Regions from separate parts of the Anser cygnoides genome. Here region 2 is linked to region 1. The links are chromatin contacts, called in public Hi-C maps. All regions are on one chromosome and are shown on one strand. Each heading gives the region's core, a stretch centred on a gene start, on an enhancer-like site or on the middle of the called end of the contact. The rest is flanking DNA. Distances are from core to core; before and after follow the strand shown. Region 1 overlaps PTEN (phosphatase and tensin homolog). Region 2 has its middle 10 kb from the start of MINPP1.

Region 1 (4,798 bases), core at 713-3,212:
AAAGATCCAAAATGCAAATAGCCAGCCTTCCCACAATAGCCAAAATTTCTGCACTTCTGTTAAAGGTGGTGGGACATGAGTAGGGGACGGGAAAAAAAAAAAGAGATAGCACATACCAGAATCTAAAGTATTTTTGATGGTATACAGGAATAGAACAAGAAGCAATTCTTTCTAAGCTACTTCACATGTTTAGTTTACTGGAGAGATCTAATTCTGATTTCTTACAGGAAAACTGAGGTCCTGTCCAGTCTTCCCTGCTAGACACCTTTGCTGGAAAGTGGAGGGGCATCAGAGGTGACACAGAAGGGATTCTAGTGCACATCATATGAGCATGCTTCCCAGATGAAAGCAACTGGGCACCAGCAAATCATCACATCTTCCTGGGGCACTGGGAAGAGCTGCTGCTTTTCCTATACTCTTCTTCCTCACAAACTAATAAAAACGTGTAAGCGCACAAACACTGGGAATTCAAAGGTGTCTGATGAAACAACTATCTGCCTTCCCCACCGAAGTCCAGTAGCCCCATTTTCAGTACTTTAGGGTAAGACATACAAAAAAAGTTTCCAGCTAGTAAGTGCTTCTATAAGGCACCTATGAGATACCCCAAACCTTTAAGGAAGTGAAGGGGGAAAGGTAAAAGTTGAGTATGTCAGCCAGAAACACTTGTAGTTAAGCAATTATCCACTTTGACACACCATTACCTAACCTACCAGACTAACATGCTATGATTACAGTTGTCTTGGGAGGCTGATAGATGTTTGCCACTAACACCAAGTCCCTTCCAGTCATGTCATCATCTATTATGAAGTCTTGTTGGAGCCCATCCATTCGACACAGCAATCAGCAGGTTCTTGACAGGCCCAACCTGTTCAGACACTTAGCACCCTCTTCTTCACTAATGCCACCTCATATACAGTCTTAAAAACATCCACCCTGGGATCTGGAAGTAGAAGACAAATGTCCTGGGAAACAGGGTTTGTACTCCTCACAATGCCTGATGAAGAAAGTGGCAGTAGGCAAAATCCTCATGAAGTCTTCAGGATATGGATTGGTCCATATTCCTCCTGGGTTCTGAAGATGAATCCCCCAGAAGATACATAGTCATCCAAGGAGATGACCACTCCTGCTCAAACCAAAAGACCAGTTCAGGTCAAAACAGAAAGATCAAGGACATCAGCCCTCCAGCTGCAAAACAGGAAGGACTGGAAGTCCAGGTTCTGTGATACAAAGTAGGAGAAGACAAGCCTGTGGCTGATGTTTCCAGCAGCTCTGTAAGCAATGGACATACCACCTGCAGCCTCATTTCTGATGAAGAGGTTGTAACTCCAGAGAAGATACAAAGAAAGTGCATTTCCACGCCCTGACCAGAGTTAAAGGAGATCCCACCTCTTGTAGGTGGGTGATGGTAGTACTGGCATCATCCTTCAGAACCACACTGCAAAAGCAGCAATGTACTTCAGTGCTGGTCCTCAATGCTGCACCACCCTTCCAGCGAGGTCAGCAGAGGAGAGGATGAAGCTGATGACACTGCAGCCGATGAATGGAAAAAAATAGAAAATGGCTTATACCTACAGCGCTGAAGCAGCTTTGGAGGAAAACAGTGCCAAAGCAAACAAGGTCACTGGATGCAAACAAATGCTGGCAGAGGCAGAAGGCATGGTCTTGTCATGTCTCAATTTTAAGCTTGATCAGGTAGAGCAGAACCAGAAAAAATTATTTGGTATATAAAAGCCAACCTGAACAAGCAACTGCAGGGACTCAGCCCTACTGATACAGCCTGGAGAAGACAAGACAAACTTCTCAACAGGTATCTTTTACTCTGTCTCCTTTGGGTAAATTTGCAGAGGTCTTCAGGGGCAGAAACGAAACTATAACTTCACTGAGCTGGTTATTTACCTTTGTATCTCCCTCCAGCTTTTTAAACCATCAAGTTATTCTCCTTCCTTCCCTGCCACACTAACTAAATTAGCTTAATAAAATAAGTTCATGGGTACTAGAACATTGCATAGCCATTCAAACTGAGGGAAGACTTGATCAGGCATTTGGGAATTAGCTCTTAAGGCTGATAACTGCCACCGTTTCACTGGAAAGCAAAACCCATTACTCAAAGTGAGGATTCAGTCAGCTTCAGCTAAAGTGGCAAGCTCCAAGATATTTCATACAAGACCATGAAGAAAATTGACATAGTATGGACCAAAGAGAGGGATTTTAAAAAAATAAAGCATGAACAGAATTTGGGCTTTATATACCAAATACAAGTATTAGAACAAGTGCTCACAGGACTACTATTTAAAAAGGAGGCTTCTGAAAAAGAGTATTAGCTAGTTGTTTTGTTGTTGTTTTTGTTTTGTGTGTTGTTGTGTGGTTTGTTTTTTTTTTTTTTAATGTATTTTGCTTCACTTCTAGTTACATCACAGGAATTTGCCTTAAAAATCACAGATATATTTCTTCCCATAACTAAGTATGCATCATAAAATCTACAATGAAGTATCAGACACCTGGGTCAAAAGCTGATTTAATCACAATATTCTGACATACAATCCTCTGATATGTAGTACATATAACCCCTAACTTCCTTGTGTAGTTTCTCAGTTCTCAGGCTGAAAGAAAAATATGCCTCACTCTAGAGTTAATATTTGCCTGTAACTGCAGACTGAGATCCAAACCCCAGATCATTTAAGCCATCATCCAGGGGTTCCCATATCCTCATGGGAGTTTCATTTTGCAGAGACACCAACAGGCACTTAATCACTTCGCAGCAACAGATAAGGATTTTGGAGATGCTATCCAGCAATCAGAAGATAGAGAACATGTTTCAAGCTGTTCCAGGCCAGCACTATGATGGAACCGATGAAACTTGTACCATTTTCAGACCATCTGTTGTCTTCCGACATTTTCAGAGAGTTCATTCTTCAATGTTTCCTAAGAGCAATTGCCCAAAGTTTTTTTTAACCACAGAATCACAGAACGGTTTGCACTGCAAGGGACCATAAAGATCATCTAATTCCATCTAATCGAGCTGTCAACTGCAAATCTTTGAGTGCGACCATCCAGCCAATTCCTCACCCACCACGTGGTCCGTCGATCAGATCCATGGCTCTCCAATGTAGGGACAAGGATATCACTGGGATAGTGTCAATGTTTTGCACAAATCCAGGTAGATGGTGTCAGTTGCTCTTCCCCTATTCACCAATTCTGTAACCCCACTGTAGAAGGCTACCGGATTTGCCAGGCACGATTTGCCTGTAGTGAAGTCATACTGGCTGTCATCAATCACCTCCTTATTTTCCATGTGCCTTAGCAGAGATTCCAGGAGGATCTGCTCCATGATCTTGCCAGGCACAGAGGTGAGACTGACTGGTCTGTAGTTCCACAGGTCTTCCTTTGTTCCCTTTTTAAAAATGGGGGTTGCGTTTCCCCTCTTCCAGTCAGTGAGAACTTCATCAGACCACCATGACTTCTCAAATATGATGGACAGTGGTGTAACAACTACATCCACCAGTTCCCTCAGGAACCATGGATGCATCACATCAGGTCCCATGGACCTGTGCACCTTCAGGTTCCTTAGATGGTCTCAAACCTAACCTTCTCCTGCAACAGGCAATTCATCATCATTCTCCCAGTGCCTGCCTTTGCCTTCTGGGGCCTGGGCCATCTGGCTGGAGCTCTTGCCGGTGAAGACAGAGGCAAAAAAAGTCACTGAGTACCTCAGCCTTCTCTATCCCAGGTAACTAGATTTCCTGTTTTGTTCCAGAGAGGGCTCACAATTTTCCAACCTTCCTTTTATCACTGATGTACCTATAGAAGCCTTTCTTGTTGTGCCTGATGTCCCTGGCCGAATTTAATTCTAATAGGGCTTTGGCTTTCCTAACCTGATCCCTGGCTGCTCATACAATGTCTCTGTATCCTTCCCAGGCTATCTGTCCTTGCTTCCACCTTCTGCAGGCCTCCTTTTCTCTTTGAGTTTGGACAGGAGCTTCTTGTTCATCCATGCAGGCCTCCTGGCATATTTGCCTGACTTCCTCTGTTGGGATGCATCACTCCTGAGCTTGCTGGAGGTGGCTCTCAAATATTAAAGCAGCTTTTTTGGGCTCCTCTTCCTCCCACGGTTTTTTTCAGGTGGCCTGTAGCAGACCCCCACTTTGATGTTCCCTGTCCTTGCCCTCCCTGTAATCCTGACCCATCAGCTCTCTGTCAGCTCCTCATCCATCCCCAGACAGAGCCCAAGGCACTGCAACCACTCACTGACAGAGAGGATGATGTCCCCTCCTCCCCTCCCCTGCCTCTTTCCTAAAGAGTCTGTATCCTTCCATGCTAACATTCCAAGTATAGGGGCCATCCCACCACATCACCATAATGCCAGTGAAGTCACAGCCCTGCAGGCATAAATACATCTCTAACTCCTCTTGTTTATTCCCCATGCTATGCGCGTTAGCATAGAGACATTTAAGTTTGGCTCCTGATAAAGTTGACTTACTGGCTGGAATTCCTTTGTGCTGCTCTTCAGGGGTTCTCCTGCTGACCCATGATCCTTCTCCAGGCTCTGGGCATCTATCGCTGACTCCAGCATCAAACTGGGAGGAACAGGATGGATTGAAGTTCCCCCCCCAGCAACTCCAGTTTAAAGCCCTCTTCACCAACTTGGCAATCCTATGACTGAAAACGCTCTTCCCCTTCTCTGACAGGTGGACCCCAGCAGACCAGGTTTCTCAACGCAAGTCCCATGGCCTAGGCAGACGAACCCGTATGTGGCACCAGTCCTGTAACCATCTGTTGATTTGCCACATTCGACTGGCCC
Region 2 (4,798 bases), core at 1,600-4,099, 150 kb after region 1:
CTTCTCATCTACATTTGAGAGATGACGAGGCTTTAGGAAACCAGAGAGATTATTATACTTGCCAATGCCCTCACACAAGAGGAGAAGCAAATTCATTCTTAGATCACTTCAGAGCTAAAATGAAGACAGATATTTGTTCTGCCCTCCCAAAGTCTGCAGCACAGGAAGAAGTACATCAGGATTACAGTAACAAGGGCAGTCTGTATCTGTATAACTGGTGATAAATCTGGTGTACGGGCTGCAAGGAGAGGCTGTGGGAGCTGGGTGCACAGAGCTGCCATCCTTCAGAGTACAGGACACCTCTCCAAAATACTTCAGGTGGGCCACTATCAATCGAACTCACTGGGGAAGTGTGCAAATTTGGTAGGTCTCATATCTGAATCAAGAACTGAACTTTCCCTAAAATGAAGGCAAGATCCAAGCCTGTTTCCCAGCTCACACTCAAACTGCAAATCTGTTTTCCACGTTCACAGTTTGCTTAGTTCTAGTACTTGTGTATTTAGCTGTTTTGATGTTTTCCAGGCAGCGTGGGTTGCAAACAAACCATATAATCCATGCACATTTTTGTAAATGTTCTGCTCTATCCAAAACCAGGCTGAGACTGACGGCAAATAGAGCTTTGCACAGGAAAGATGCTGATTTGCTTTGCAGCTTTGCCCAGAGCTCAGTTGATGCTGACTGCATTTCAGAGCGTTGATTTCAATAATGTGAATGAGCTGGCACATCGGTCACAGGGGCCTTTCTTTTAGCACCATTAGCAGTTGCAACACAAAAGGAAAATGAACAGAAAGAGGCATTCAGCTGGGGTTAGCTGAGTCTTAGTCTTTTGTCTAGTAAATCCTTAACTTCCCCATTGAAGTCCATTGTAACAAATTAAAAACTTTTCTCTGCTTTCCCCTCAAAATCAGTTCATGTCAGTAACGCTTTTAGCTTGGATAAAGGAGAAGGGAGTTGAAGGTCGGATTTACTATTCATTAAGGTAAATTCATTTGCTGTTCTTTACGCAGTGTTGAAAAGTGCTGCACAATACAATAATGGTGCTCAGGGCATGGGGCTAAAGAGAAGAAGGGTAGAGAAATGGTGCTAATGTATCAGGAATGCCTTCTGAGTTGTGTGCTGAAAGCTAAAAGCAACAAAAGTCATCCTATTTTGTTTATACATTTATAAAGAATCCACTCAAATGCAAAAGGAAAAAAAATAGAACGAATTACTAAAGAACACACTGGGGTCATGTCAGCATTTTCAGGCTCCTGTTGCATTACAGAGGTCAGAGCCAAGCTCTTCTCGGCCATGACAAGTGATCGCAGCTCCAGGGGGCTCAGGCTGGATTTGGGGAAATCTTGTCCCCTGGAGTGGTGGGGCGAGGTGGGGGAGCTTCATCACTGCCTGCATGCTCCTGGGACAAACAGTGCTGTTGGGCAATACCCTAGAGGCTAGTGAAACACCGGTGGCCTTAACAATTTCTGCTTTTTCAAGATAAATGTAAAATAAAAAAAAATGAGAAGGTATTTCCTTTGGTAATTACTCAGATTGCATACAAGGCAAAAATAATGTTCTGGGAAAGTTTTCCTTTTTTGATACTGATATGGTCAAGAAAGAAATCTTTGTGGATGCTTCTGTACATATACAATCTGTACGTGGTGAAGAGATGCTTGATAACATAGTCAAAATCATTTTTATTCTTGGTTTCTTTCAGGGATTATGAACATGACTGTGTTTTAGTTGAAGGCCATGAGCTTTGGCTGGTCAGTTCAGTAGGCTACAGAGTGTCACAAACAGTAAGGTGTTGCTTTAAGTCATTGCTTTTATGACTGAGGAAATGATACTGGGCAGAACAGCAGTTCCTATTTCTTTTGCCTTTCTTCACATTTATCCTGATTGAACATCTGTGTTTCCTTCACGCATGTCAGAGTAAAATCTATTCTTTATGGCAGATTTCCCTCATTGGAATTCACTTTCACATTTGATATGTCAACAGCTCATGGCTGCATATTGATTTTGTAAAAACTTTTATTTAAAATGCCAGGATAATGATTTACTTTGCTTAAATATTTGTCATTGGATCCCCTTTTACTAAGACACTGACTGCACATTTTCATACACAGACATGAAATAAGGCTATTGAAATGCAGCTAGATCTGATCCTTGGCATTAGTACTACAAAATATTAGTACTGAAAACCATAATTTGGCAAGTTTCAACACTTTTACTATATGATATGATGTCACACAGTTTCACTCCATTAACATGTACACCTTGAGATTGTTCTTCAATAGATCCACGACCTGTGGCTATAGAATAAATTCACTTGCAAACTGATTTAGTATAAAAGGGAGTCTGATAACCATTTATCATAGTAAAAGGAATTCCTTAATCCACATGAAAAACAGCCACCTACAATTATCCTTCAGTAATTTAAAATGCCAGTTGAGTCCCTTTTTGACACAGAAAATATATGTCTATGTGCGCAGTGAAGATATTTAATGATCACATGTTGCATTAACTGGATAGGAAAATTAATCCCGTCCAATGTAAAAGTATGAGTATCATTAGCTGAATCAAGATGAACGTGACATTCCCGGTGGGTGACTCTATTTTGGGGAAATCATGAGGCTGGAATAAGATTAAAATAACAAATGTGACAGTTGGATCGTGTTGCTAACTGTAAAATATTCCCTCTGAAAAGGTTGCAACTTGTTCCTTTTATAACAACTCTGTTTTAGCTCCCCTATAATTTTGGACTGAGAAATTCCAGCTCAACTTTGAGGTCAAAGGAGAATGTCTTACTACAAACAGAGTTCTGTCTGTTTATGCAGAACAAATTTACAAAACAGTCTCGTTGGAAATGGTGACTTCTGCCTTCCTTACCTCACCCCTGAACTCCCAAATTACCTTTAAACTTTTCCTAATGTAAAATTCCATTGCAACATTGTGCTCAGGTTATATTTGAAAAATAAGTCAGCTGTATGCAGGCAAACCATTTGGTTGTCTCGTGGGCAATTTAAAGTCAGGCTGCTCCCTCTGTTGTCATTGTGCTTTCACTCTGATTAGTAAACACAGAAGAAAACACTTGCGTACTGCATGAGTAAAGATCCTGCCAGGGCTCTTCTGGTCACACCAAAGCTGGCAGCCTCAGTATGCTTTTGTAGCTTCCGTAGCCATCATAAGTCTTCCCGCTAATGCACAAGTATTTTCTTACTAGTTTATTTAATGTGGAGGAATGATTTTTGAATTTGAAACTATCACATTACTATAAGAGTGATTTTAAGCCCCCACGTATTCTGTGTAAGGAAAACACACTTTGCAAAAGCTTTGATGATGTCAGCTAGTGTTACAGACCTCCTCTTGGATAACTTTGCAGCGCTGACAGGCTTTATTTCCCAAATGAAAGCAGTCTGCCCTGCAGCATTTGACTCCTGTGTGGATATTGGCACTTGGCTCCTGAAGCTGCTGTGAGCAAGGCAGGTAGAGTCAAGGAGCCCATTAAAGTACGTGTGGTCTGAACAAGGGCTAATTCACTACCAAGAATAACTTTGAACTGACACAGAAAGTCAGCGCTTCTTCTTGGCATGGGAAAGCTGCTTAATTCTTCCAGGACCTTAGAGCGTGTTATTTTTAGATGAAAATAATCATGGGCTGTTAAGCACAAAGAGAACCTGAGACACAGAGAAGCCCTGCGGCACCGTGCATGGTGCTGGGAAAGTCTCACTGCAGCAGTTTTACACTGGTGTAGACGTATGAGACTTCACGTCTGGCGCTGTATGGCCATTCCTGCACAAACTAGACACGCTTGTGTCACCCAGGAATGACAAATTGCCATTTCCAATTTCCAATTACCCTTTCTCAATTGATTTGGAAACAAAAATGTGAGCTATTTCTGGAGACAGAAAGGAGACATTAGGAGTCAGCAGAATTGCTTCAGTTTGTTCTTTGTTCTCCGTGGAAATGGCTATCTTACCCATATACAGTTCTGTTTTCGAAGGGGAGGAGAAAAGGATCTGTTCTAAGCCATTTTCTAGAAATAGCTAAGGGCAGCTAGATCCCTGATGACAGAGCTGGTACTGAAGTCCTTGTACTTGAACTGAAGGCATCAGCAAAGCAGACCAACACTGAAAAATACTTTGTCATTGCCAGAAGTATTACAATTCTGAGCCACATTTTCAGAGGAGATGAATCAGGTGAGTCAGCTGAGAGAGAGCACTGTGGCATGGGGACCTCGCAGGAGTGCCAGGCCAGAACCCGCCAAACTTCCCAAAGGACAACTTCAGGACAGATGACAGTTCAATACACAGATTTATCTTGAGACCTCTTTGATCCCAATGGTAAGGAGTGGTGCTGGGGCACGCCATCGCAGTGGGAGCTGCATCCTCAGATGTGGATGAGCACCGGGTCTAAGGTCTGAGCGCCGGGCAGAGGAAAACACAGAGACCAGCTCAGACAGTATCCAAGAAAGGCTTCAAAAGGCATCAAAAGAAACAAAACAACACATTGAGCTCCTACCGAGGCTTCCTATCCAGGGCAAGGAAAAGATGTGCTTTTATTGGTACATAGTTTGGAAGGAAATTTTTACAGCTGTGAACTTGGCTCTCTGAATTCCAGCACTTAGCTGTTCTCCGTCACACTTGTTGCAGGAACGGCCCCCATGCATGGAGATAATAAAGCTGTTGACATCTCAGGATCAGTGGGTTTTAAAATAAGCCAGATAAGTGCCTTTGTAAGGGAAAAAACAAGTGCGCCATATATAAGGGGAAAGTTGCAACATTTTCCAACAGAAATGGATGTGTCCTCAGCTTTGTTT

Evidence for each region. Hi-C and Micro-C count contacts between places; a contact is called where the count stands out from the background.
Region 2: a Hi-C map of liver shows a contact between it and region 1, with 2.5 times the contacts expected there. The contact joins two enhancer-like sites. A contact is called at or near these places in 2 of 7 Hi-C or Micro-C datasets (both in liver).

What each region holds. Positions count from the first base shown.
Region 1 is chr7:21,876,784-21,881,581 of Taihu_goose_T2T_genome, forward strand. All of the region lies in intron 7 of PTEN (phosphatase and tensin homolog), which reads right to left. Among named protein-coding and RNA genes, the nearest start is that of PTEN, 41 kb to the right of the region's middle. Within about 2 kb of position 1,963, at least 1 of the 3 cell types and tissues checked has open chromatin away from gene starts, as enhancers often do. A contact at or near this core is called in liver, where this site is marked.
Region 2 is chr7:22,029,657-22,034,454 of Taihu_goose_T2T_genome, forward strand. No RefSeq gene overlaps it. Among named protein-coding and RNA genes, the nearest start is that of MINPP1, 10 kb to the left of the region's middle. Within about 2 kb of position 2,850, at least 1 of the 3 cell types and tissues checked has open chromatin away from gene starts, as enhancers often do. A contact at or near this core is called in liver, where this site is marked.